Linked DNA regions of Anser cygnoides: region 1 is linked to region 2. The links are chromatin contacts, called in public Hi-C maps. All regions are on one chromosome and are shown on one strand. The core of a region is the stretch at or near the end of the contact, and the rest is flanking DNA. Distances in the headings are between cores, read along the strand shown. Region 1 overlaps BCAS3 (BCAS3 microtubule associated cell migration factor). Region 2 overlaps MED13 (mediator complex subunit 13).

The links. A called contact is a pair of places that touch in the nucleus more often than the background predicts.
Region 1: a contact with region 2 is called in a Hi-C map of liver, with 7 times the contacts expected there. The contact joins two enhancer-like sites. A contact is called at or near these places in 2 of 7 Hi-C or Micro-C datasets (both in liver).

What each region holds. Positions count from the first base shown.
Region 1 is chr18:10,550,113-10,554,691 of Taihu_goose_T2T_genome, reverse strand. It overlaps BCAS3 (BCAS3 microtubule associated cell migration factor), which reads left to right. Exons shown (of 26, transcript XR_010825687.1): 10 at 4,522-4,579. Among named protein-coding and RNA genes, the nearest start is that of BCAS3, 63 kb to the left of the region's middle. Within about 2 kb of position 3,026, at least 2 of the 3 cell types and tissues checked have open chromatin away from gene starts, as enhancers often do. A contact at or near this core is called in liver, where this site is marked.
Region 2 is chr18:9,991,952-9,996,012 of Taihu_goose_T2T_genome, reverse strand. All of the region lies in intron 3 of MED13 (mediator complex subunit 13), which reads right to left. Among named protein-coding and RNA genes, the nearest start is that of MED13, 17 kb to the right of the region's middle. Within about 2 kb of position 1,557, at least 1 of the 3 cell types and tissues checked has open chromatin away from gene starts, as enhancers often do. A contact at or near this core is called in liver, where this site is marked.

The sequences.
Region 1 (4,579 bases), core at 1,777-4,276, 560 kb before region 2:
TCCACAGATTGCGTGCTTGGATGTGAAGCATTGAACCACCAAGTTGATCTGGATATCGGAATTCCTTGCAGTGTTCAGTCCCCAGCTCTGCACCTCACACTGGGGTTGTGTATCTAGAGCTGAGGTTGTGTATCTATATCGCTATCTCTTACCTTTTTTAAGCTTTTTTCCCCATGAAAAACCTGTGCAGCTTAATAGAGAGCTGCCCCAATACTAATGATTCGAGTTTTAATAGTGGCATGTTTTGTGATTTATTCGCTTAATCTCTGTTACAGCTGACATGACTTTATGATGGCCCTGTGCTTCTCTTAATGGTGTTTTCCTGATGTGCTGTTTGTGTAAAAGCTGGGGGCAGAGGGGTGTGTTGCTTTCCCTTCCTGGTTGATGTCTCTATATTCACACTGCCATTACAGAAGCTAGAGGACCAGCTTTTTGCATACAATTTAAGGAAAGGAGTTGAGTCTTACTTTCTGTAGGGGCATAGATCAGTGGAAAGATGCAGAGGGAGAGGAGTGGGTATTTGTGTGAATTTTCAGAATGAGATGAGGCGATTGTGTTTGTTAAGGGCGTAAAGATAGGAATCTTCAAAGGGTGGGAGAGATTTTCATGAAAGTAATTGAAAAATAATGCAAAATAAACATCCCTTCTCTTTGGTCACTCATCAAGCAAATGTTTGTATAGAGCACTTTAAGTAACTTTCAGGATTCCTCTATAATCAGTAAGAGCAAATATATAAATTCAGCACAGCAAGGAGAAAGCCGGAGCTATCTTTGAACCCAGATAATTGCATAGTACGTATTTTTTGAATTACAATTTTATAAGTCACTTACTTAAAGAAATAGAAAAGATGGGAAGCAACTGAAAAATGGCCGTGTTAATTCATCTATGGCACCATTGTGATCCTGGAAATGGCCAAACCGTGGCACCGCGCAGGAGGCAGCGGGGGCTGCCCGTGGTGTCCCCAGCTGGGAGCCAGGCCCCGCTCCGCGGCAGCCCCCGGTCGCTTCCCCTCCGCCCCTGCTGCAGATGCTTGGACTTGGGCACCGTGCCTCGGTAAGGTGGCAGAAGGGCTTGGATTCATTCAGACTTTGAGAATTGTGTTTTTCTCATTTTGCCTTTTCACAGCTCTACGTAGTGTACTTCCTGTGCGTGTCATCATAAAGCACAGAGAGATAAAGTGTATGCTTAAAGCATTTTAAATAGCTTCCCATAGGTTTTTGCCTATATCTTTGTGGGTGATAGTGCTGGTGAAGCTTATTTGTAAGGTCTCGTGTTTTTTAGTACTTGCTCGATTTGCTGTACTATGGGAAGGACTTCCCCTTCGTGATCTTTTCTTGGATGACCTCTCCATGCTGTCAGTAAAACTTGGAAACTTTGGTCTTCTTGACAGCTAGTTCTGCAGTCTCATGTTCGTCCTTATTGTAAACATGCTAAAATTGCTGCTGTTGTTGCTTAGAATGGATTTTTCCTCAGTTGTTTTGAAGTTTGGTAGAAATAGAAGTTAATCTTTAAGAGAGCTGGGCTTGTAGCGATGGGGCGGTGGAGCTTGGTAGGTCACGCCGTGTCTGTCGTCCCATTTGCCCAGTAGATGATGTTCTGCTGACTCCAGCTGTTTTTTTGGAAAGCAGAAAAACAATTTGCTTTTCCTTCCCATAAAGTATAACCCTTTGTTTATCCTTGTGCTGCAGCGAGTTTCCAAAATGCATAGACTTGCAAAGAAAAAGAAAGGGAGGAAATAGCTCTTTTTTTAATGCTGTTTTTCGTATCGGAGAGGAGTTTAGTACTGAGCTGAATTGTTGACCTCGCTGGAGGATATTATTAGAACTGGCTGATGTGTGTGTGGAGCTGTATCTAATTGACCAATCCAGTTCAAACTACCTACAATAGGTTTGGTGAAAACAGTTCTGTTCTTAAGATAACTTCACTTTGTTCTTTGTGTATGATTGATTTGTGATTTGAAGAATAATGCTCTTTTGTAGCTCTTCAGTTACTTCAGTTCACAGAAATAATTGAAACAGTGCCCGTTTCCAAGAAAGACATTTCTTTTTTGCCACGAGTTGTTAAAATGCTTGCTTTTGTCATTACAGAGCATCTGTTGAGTGATACTCCTTTTGTTTTCTGCTGCGAGGATATTACGAGGTGCTTGCAGAATATAGGAAATGCGAGTGAGTGATTCTGAAGTCACTGTGGAGATCTGTGTGATGAGGGTTGTCATCTGACAGCTTTTAATGATTTATTTTGTACGTAAAAGGGGAGAAAACTAAATAAAATCTGGTGGACCTGAATGTCCTTACCGACCCAGATGAGGATTGCCGAAGCAGAAGTCAGCGTTAAAACCTTACTGGTCATGATCTATAATGTCATCGGAAGAACACGGTTGTATTTACTACTTGGGGTTGTATTTACAACCTTTTCTTGCTTTCTTTGTTCCTTAAGAGTCTTTGGCTACCCACATTTTATGCACTTCTGGAATGCAATAACAATTGTGGCATCATCTCTTCAGAATTCGTTTTCCTTCCTGAGATGAAGGCAGTGATAAGGCCTTAGAAAATACTCGCTTGGTTTTGCTTTCCTGGCCTGAGATGGATTTAATTCGATGAATTGCTGCTTTTCTCCTTCCAGTGCTTTATGACCTTTGAAATAGCTTGCTGTGATCTTCCGAATTTTGCAATACCCTCACTGCTCCGGTCTAAAAAAGGAGCTGGAGCTGTTGGCCTAGCAGGAGCGGTACAGCAGCTGTTCGTGCTCGTGCCAACCAAATGCCATCAAACGTGTCTTTGAGTTTCATCAAATCTTTGTAAAACTGTGTCTGTACACTGTAGTTAATCACCCACACACCTTTCTCATTGTTTTGCGAGCCTGGAAAATGATGCTGCTCAGCTTAAAGCCTGTTGTCCTCACTAAACGGACGTTTTGGGGACCTGTTAGAAAAGATCCCGATGTTTGTCAAATGAAGAAGGTGAATACAGTTGCTTTTTCTCGCTGTAATGAGCAGATCACTATCCAAGAGTCTGACAAAAAGAGACATTGGTGGAATACTAGCTGAGATATCTGTAAGTTTTTTTAATATGTTACTTTTCAGAATGGGATCTTACGCAATACGTTTTTGTTGTTCTTTTTCTGTGTTTTTCTAAAATGCCGCTTGCTGCATCACCGTGCTCCTTCTGCCTGTGGTACGGGATCGACTGACCTGGGCTCCTTTAGAGGAGAGATGAGTCTATAAGTTTTTTAATGTTTTGGGGTTTGTCCAACCAGTGAAAGAGAATCTGAATTACTGACCTGTCTGTATTAGTGCAGGAGCTGCTGAAAACAGAGAGTGGCCGTTTGTTTGATGTCCCCTCCTTCTCCCCCCCCGCTTTGTGATATTTCTTATTTATATAGGCTTTTGTGTACCAGAAAGGATTTAGGTCTAGTAAATGGCATTATGCACGTGGCTGAAGGCCTTTGTTTACTAGCTTAAGTTTGAACACTCAAGCTCAAATCCTGTTATCAGGGCCCTAATCAGTAAACAGTTTTCTGGTTTCATCTGTGTGACTTCGGTATCTGAACTTTCAGACTCCTACCTGGACAAAGGATCCCACTGAAACCGGCCTGCTGGAACCACGCGGCGCAGGCGTGCACGGAGTCAGGGCTAGCATGTTAAAGTTCAGACACGCTGGTAGGACTCGAGTGCTAAATGCAGGCAACAGCTACACGGTGGTGTAGGAAGAGCAGCCGTCCACCCCAGGGGGCTTAATCTGAAATGACAAAAAACAAAAGAGGGGAAACAAGACAGGGAAATAGGACGGTAATAGCAATTAGGGTGAGGGTCACCATGCTACTTTTAGTTGTAGATTACTTAAGCTTTTAATTTGTTTCACCATTGTCTAGTTGATTTCAGTAGTTTTAAATTTTCTGTTTTTAATTTTAGTAGTTAAGTGTGATATTCTCAGTTGTTGCACATTTTATTTTCACCTTATACACGTGTATTTATCTATTTTTAATAACGTAATAAAAAGCAGATGAACAATGGAAATTTTGCTACTGATTTTAAAGGAATGACAAATTCACTGTAAAGTTAAGTATATGCAAAAGTCTTCTGAGAAACTAAAGGCTTGTATGTAGAATAATTAAAAACAAAACCAAAAGCACAATGCACATTTTCACACCACAAAAATCTGGAAGAGCTTGGAAGTGGAAGCATTGACCAATTGAAACGTGTCAATAAAGTAAAATTAATTAAAACGTGAAGATACAGAACCAATTGAGTCAATCCTTTAAAATCTCCCTCACCCTGCTGTATCAAAATGACATGAAGAAATGCAAACATAAGGAGAAACCATTATTTACACATAATTAACTGTTCAAAATAGCTCGTCTAACCACAGTCTTATCTTTAGGAACAAAAATCTAAGCATTTACTGAGTGATATTAGCAACTGAAAGGTTTTTGTTTAGACTTTTTGTTTTCTTGGCAATAAGTAAAATTCCTTGCAAGAAGTCAGTAAGATATTTCTTAATGCTGCCTTTTAAAACTTTTCAGGCTGCTATCCATGTCCAGGGCCAAACATGAATCCTATAGCGCTCGGAAGCCGTTGGCT
Region 2 (4,061 bases), core at 308-2,807:
TGAAACTTGTGCAGCAAGTTTTATTCTGTAAGCTATGATAAGCTTATCACTTACGATTTTCCGAGTGGTGTTTTTTTTTTGTTTGTTTGGATTGGGGAGGGGTTGTTTTTTGTTGTGTTTTTTTTTTTTTTTAAGTGAACAGGTTTTTTCTTTTTAAGTAAACATGTAGCCACCCAGAGCAACTCCTTATTTCCTACTTAAAAGGAGGAGAAAAAAAAAAGCAACTGTACAAATAATGCAGTAGTTTTTAGCATACTGGGTTTCCAGTCTTTGATCAGATCATCCCACCAGATCAATATTGCTCAATTATTTGCTTACCGGCACTTCAATTGTGTTAAAATTTAGCAAGTTCTACTTATTGCCTAAAAAACTTCAGCAGATGTGCTCCACATAAGCACTTGGTACTTTTATTTTCATTAGGAATATCAAGTTTAAGCTTTATTAAGGAACTTTATCTAAAATAGTGTTTAAACTGACGAGTTTCCTAATCATATTTATACTAGTTACACACAACTATTTTATCACCCAGCTGGTGGGAGGCAAAGCTTCATCCAGAGGCCGCCTTTGAGCAGTCTAAGCAGAGAAGGGAGACAGTTGGATGCAGCAGATCACAATCTCCACCTCTCACATTCAAAGCGTGGAGTTTTGAAGAAAACGCACAACTATTTCTGAATGTTACAATAACAACACGATAGGTTGGAAAGGAAGAAAACTTCGTAACTTAATATGTTGTTATTTAAACCACATTATGGAGCTTCTGTAATCCACCCCACTTTAAGTGATTGACAAAAAATGTGGCAAAAAAATGTGACAAATACTGTGGCAATCATTTTTTCCCTGCTTGGCTATAAGTAAGGCCATTAACAAAACCTTCTCTTTAGTCTGTTATTACGCTGTCATCCCAGCTGACCCCCAATCCTGAAAACTTTGGGAATCACCTGCTTAAAAATTAAGAGCAATAAAGAAAGAAACCACTGTGTGCACACAAAAAAAATCACCACACACACTTCTTGGAGTTACTGACTCCATTCCTACCCTCTCTCTAACCAGAAGTGGAACTAGCGTACTCAAAAACCTCAGACAGTTTCCTCGGGCATGGTAACTGTGACTTGTTCTAGCAGATCAAGTTTCACCAAATACACGTCTGGCTCACTTTTCCCAATGCTGGTTTTAGATTGGGGGGGGAAGTAGGGGGTGAGAGGGAGGCAGGGAAGAGCAGGTCATGGTTATTACCTTGCAGCCTTGTCAACATGCAGCACGTGACTGCAGAACGCAAACATTCGAGGGGGTTCGGTGTGGCGTTTTGGTTTGGTTTTTGCCTCTTCAGTAAAACACATTAAACAGGTTTTAACGTTAAAGTTAGATTAACAAGTTTTAGTAGTCACATCATAAACATCTTTAAACAGTGACCACCTAAAACCAATTAATTCTTACTTCTTTGATTATTTGTTCACATATCCCAGTGGCATCAGTTTATGAGCATTATGGACTGTCCTCTTAAAAATTAAAAAAAAAAAGTCAATGGAACAATGAAGTAGTGAAGGTTGTGGTGTGTTTGTATTTTTAAAAAATCTTACGCAGGGAGAAAAACAAGAGCAACAGACAGGAAGCCACGGCTGCCTGAGGACCTGTCATCCCAGCCAAACACCCATTAGAAATCACACCCTCATGTCTCACGGGCCTCCTGCTCCGCCGGCCCACGTGTGAGGTGAGCACACCGCTCAGCGCAACAAACAGCCCTTTAGTTCCCTGCCACAGTACCACACGCACAAGAAAAACCCAGCGCTGCCTTTTGTAGCTGGGACACCAGGAAGTCTCACGCAGGCTGGAGCCACGTGCTTTCAAACCGAACTCCGAAAAATTCAGATGGGAACAACTGCAAATGAAAGGAATAGCTCCATCCGCACATCCTTCAGAGAGAAAGGAAGGGAAAAAGTGGGACTGAGGCTCTGCACAGCAGTCATCTACAGCTCCAAAAAGCACATGAACGAGTTACCTTCGTAGCCAAGAGCACTGACTACCGAGTCTCTAATCCAAGTCTTTGAATCCTAAGATTGCCAGCAAGAACAACGAACCTTATCTAAATCTGTAGTTAGAACAGACAGAAAGCCAATCTGCAGAGTAACTAGCCAAGTCCCAAAGTACAGGGCAGTATAAACTACGATCTGAAGTAGACTGGTAGCAGATTTCATACCCAGCATAACGAGCATCTCGAAATTACATAGGCACGTGAGTTCTACGCTCAGGGTTTCTGAATGTTAATGCAAAGAACAGCCCAAAGAAAACAAAGCAACCCTAACCACGGGCTGAGCAGCCACTCGATAACTGTAACAAGGGCCGAAAGGAAGCAAGGCAGCATTCGTTCCCTTCCACTACAGGGAAAATCCTTCCTGCTCTTGAGCATAGACACTTTCTTTCTATACTTCCACTGCTATTTAATATTTTCTAAGATGGAAAGAAGGAATAAAGATACGCCAACACCATCACACGTTAACTTTTTCTTTCCGTAAGGATGATATACATTTGATCTGCACAGGCAATATAGGGAAGTAATTACAACCTTTCTGAACAGAAGTCTTTCATTCCCCGTGACAGATACAATACCTGCCACGTTAATCTGTGGCTGCCTCCACACAGGAGAAGCACTACTTTCCTGGGGAGGAAATATATATATATATATAAAAATATATAACAGAGGAAAAAATAAAAGTCTTCTGAAAAAGACTGTTCTTCCCACATCAAGAAGCAAGTACAACATGCTTATGAAATCAGCATTATGAATCACTACTCTTATTACTAGAAAGATAGAAGAATAGAAAAAGTGCCAAAAAAGACAAAAATGTAGCTTCAAAAGTGTTCTGATTCTTAAAATAAGCGTATCCATGATCATGGACAAAAGCATGGCTTTGGGGAGGTGTTGACGGTGGTTTGTTTTTTTTTTTTAATTAAATCACCACACCTACAGAAGAGATGGACTTAAGATCCATTTCATCATCAAGACCAATACTAAGGAAGGAAAAAAACCACAAAAATTGGTCTAAAACTAACAAAAACTAAACAGCTCTGACACTCCTACAGAACCTTAATACCAGGTGTCTACTAAAAAACATATTAGCACCCTAGGTGCAACATTAAGGGCATTTTCCAGGCTGGCTGCAAGTCCCTTTATGTTGAGTTAGTGCCTTGTGCTCTGCTGTAGTGTCATGCTTAACGCTCAGTGAGAAATGTCCCTTTTGACTACAAGAGCCTCTAAATTTATGCAAGAGACCAAAATCCACTCAAATCATTCCACCTGACACTTCTTCCTCAGCCCCAGAAGCTTCCCAACTGCAGGGGCGGTATCACAAAGCAGCTGTTTCACTCCCTTGGGCTCCGCTCTGCACAAAGTCGCGGGGAGCAACAGGGGCCTGAATGGATCCCTCCAAACAGCCTAAATTTACAGAGTATAGATCAAACTTCTAGGAATATCTATAAGAGGTAAGCAAAATAATCCAGGAGTATGCGCATCTGTTAACTACTCCCCTCCCTTTATTTCATACAAATCAGTACTCAAAATACCAACTGGTATTGAAGTACCTGGTAGGAAAGAGATTTCTCCACAAGGAGATTGTTTAACACAGATCTGTCTTATCTTTCTACCTATTTCCCCACTAGTTCTGGACGACTTACGATGAACTTGTGTTGTAGGTAAGCACACAATTCCTTCAGTTATTCTCATCAACCATACTGACCTTCTGAGCTTCTTTTTTAAAGAAAAGAACAAATTATAGAGTTTCCAAATTAAACAAACACTGCTATTTTATTTTAAAAGGTTTCATCAGCTTTTCCAGCTGTTGCGGAGAGCTTTATAGAATTACTGTAAGAGATGCCATGACATAACTAATGCTGGTTTCAAATGGCAATTTGGAAAACCAGTTCCTCAAATGAGGAAAGCCCAGAGCGTGCCAAGATGCTATCAGTCTAAATAGTTAAAAGTAAACTCTTTACTATTGATTTATAGCACCAACAGACAGAAGAAATGGATGGGCAAGGACACCCCAGAGAGGAGACATTTACCCTGA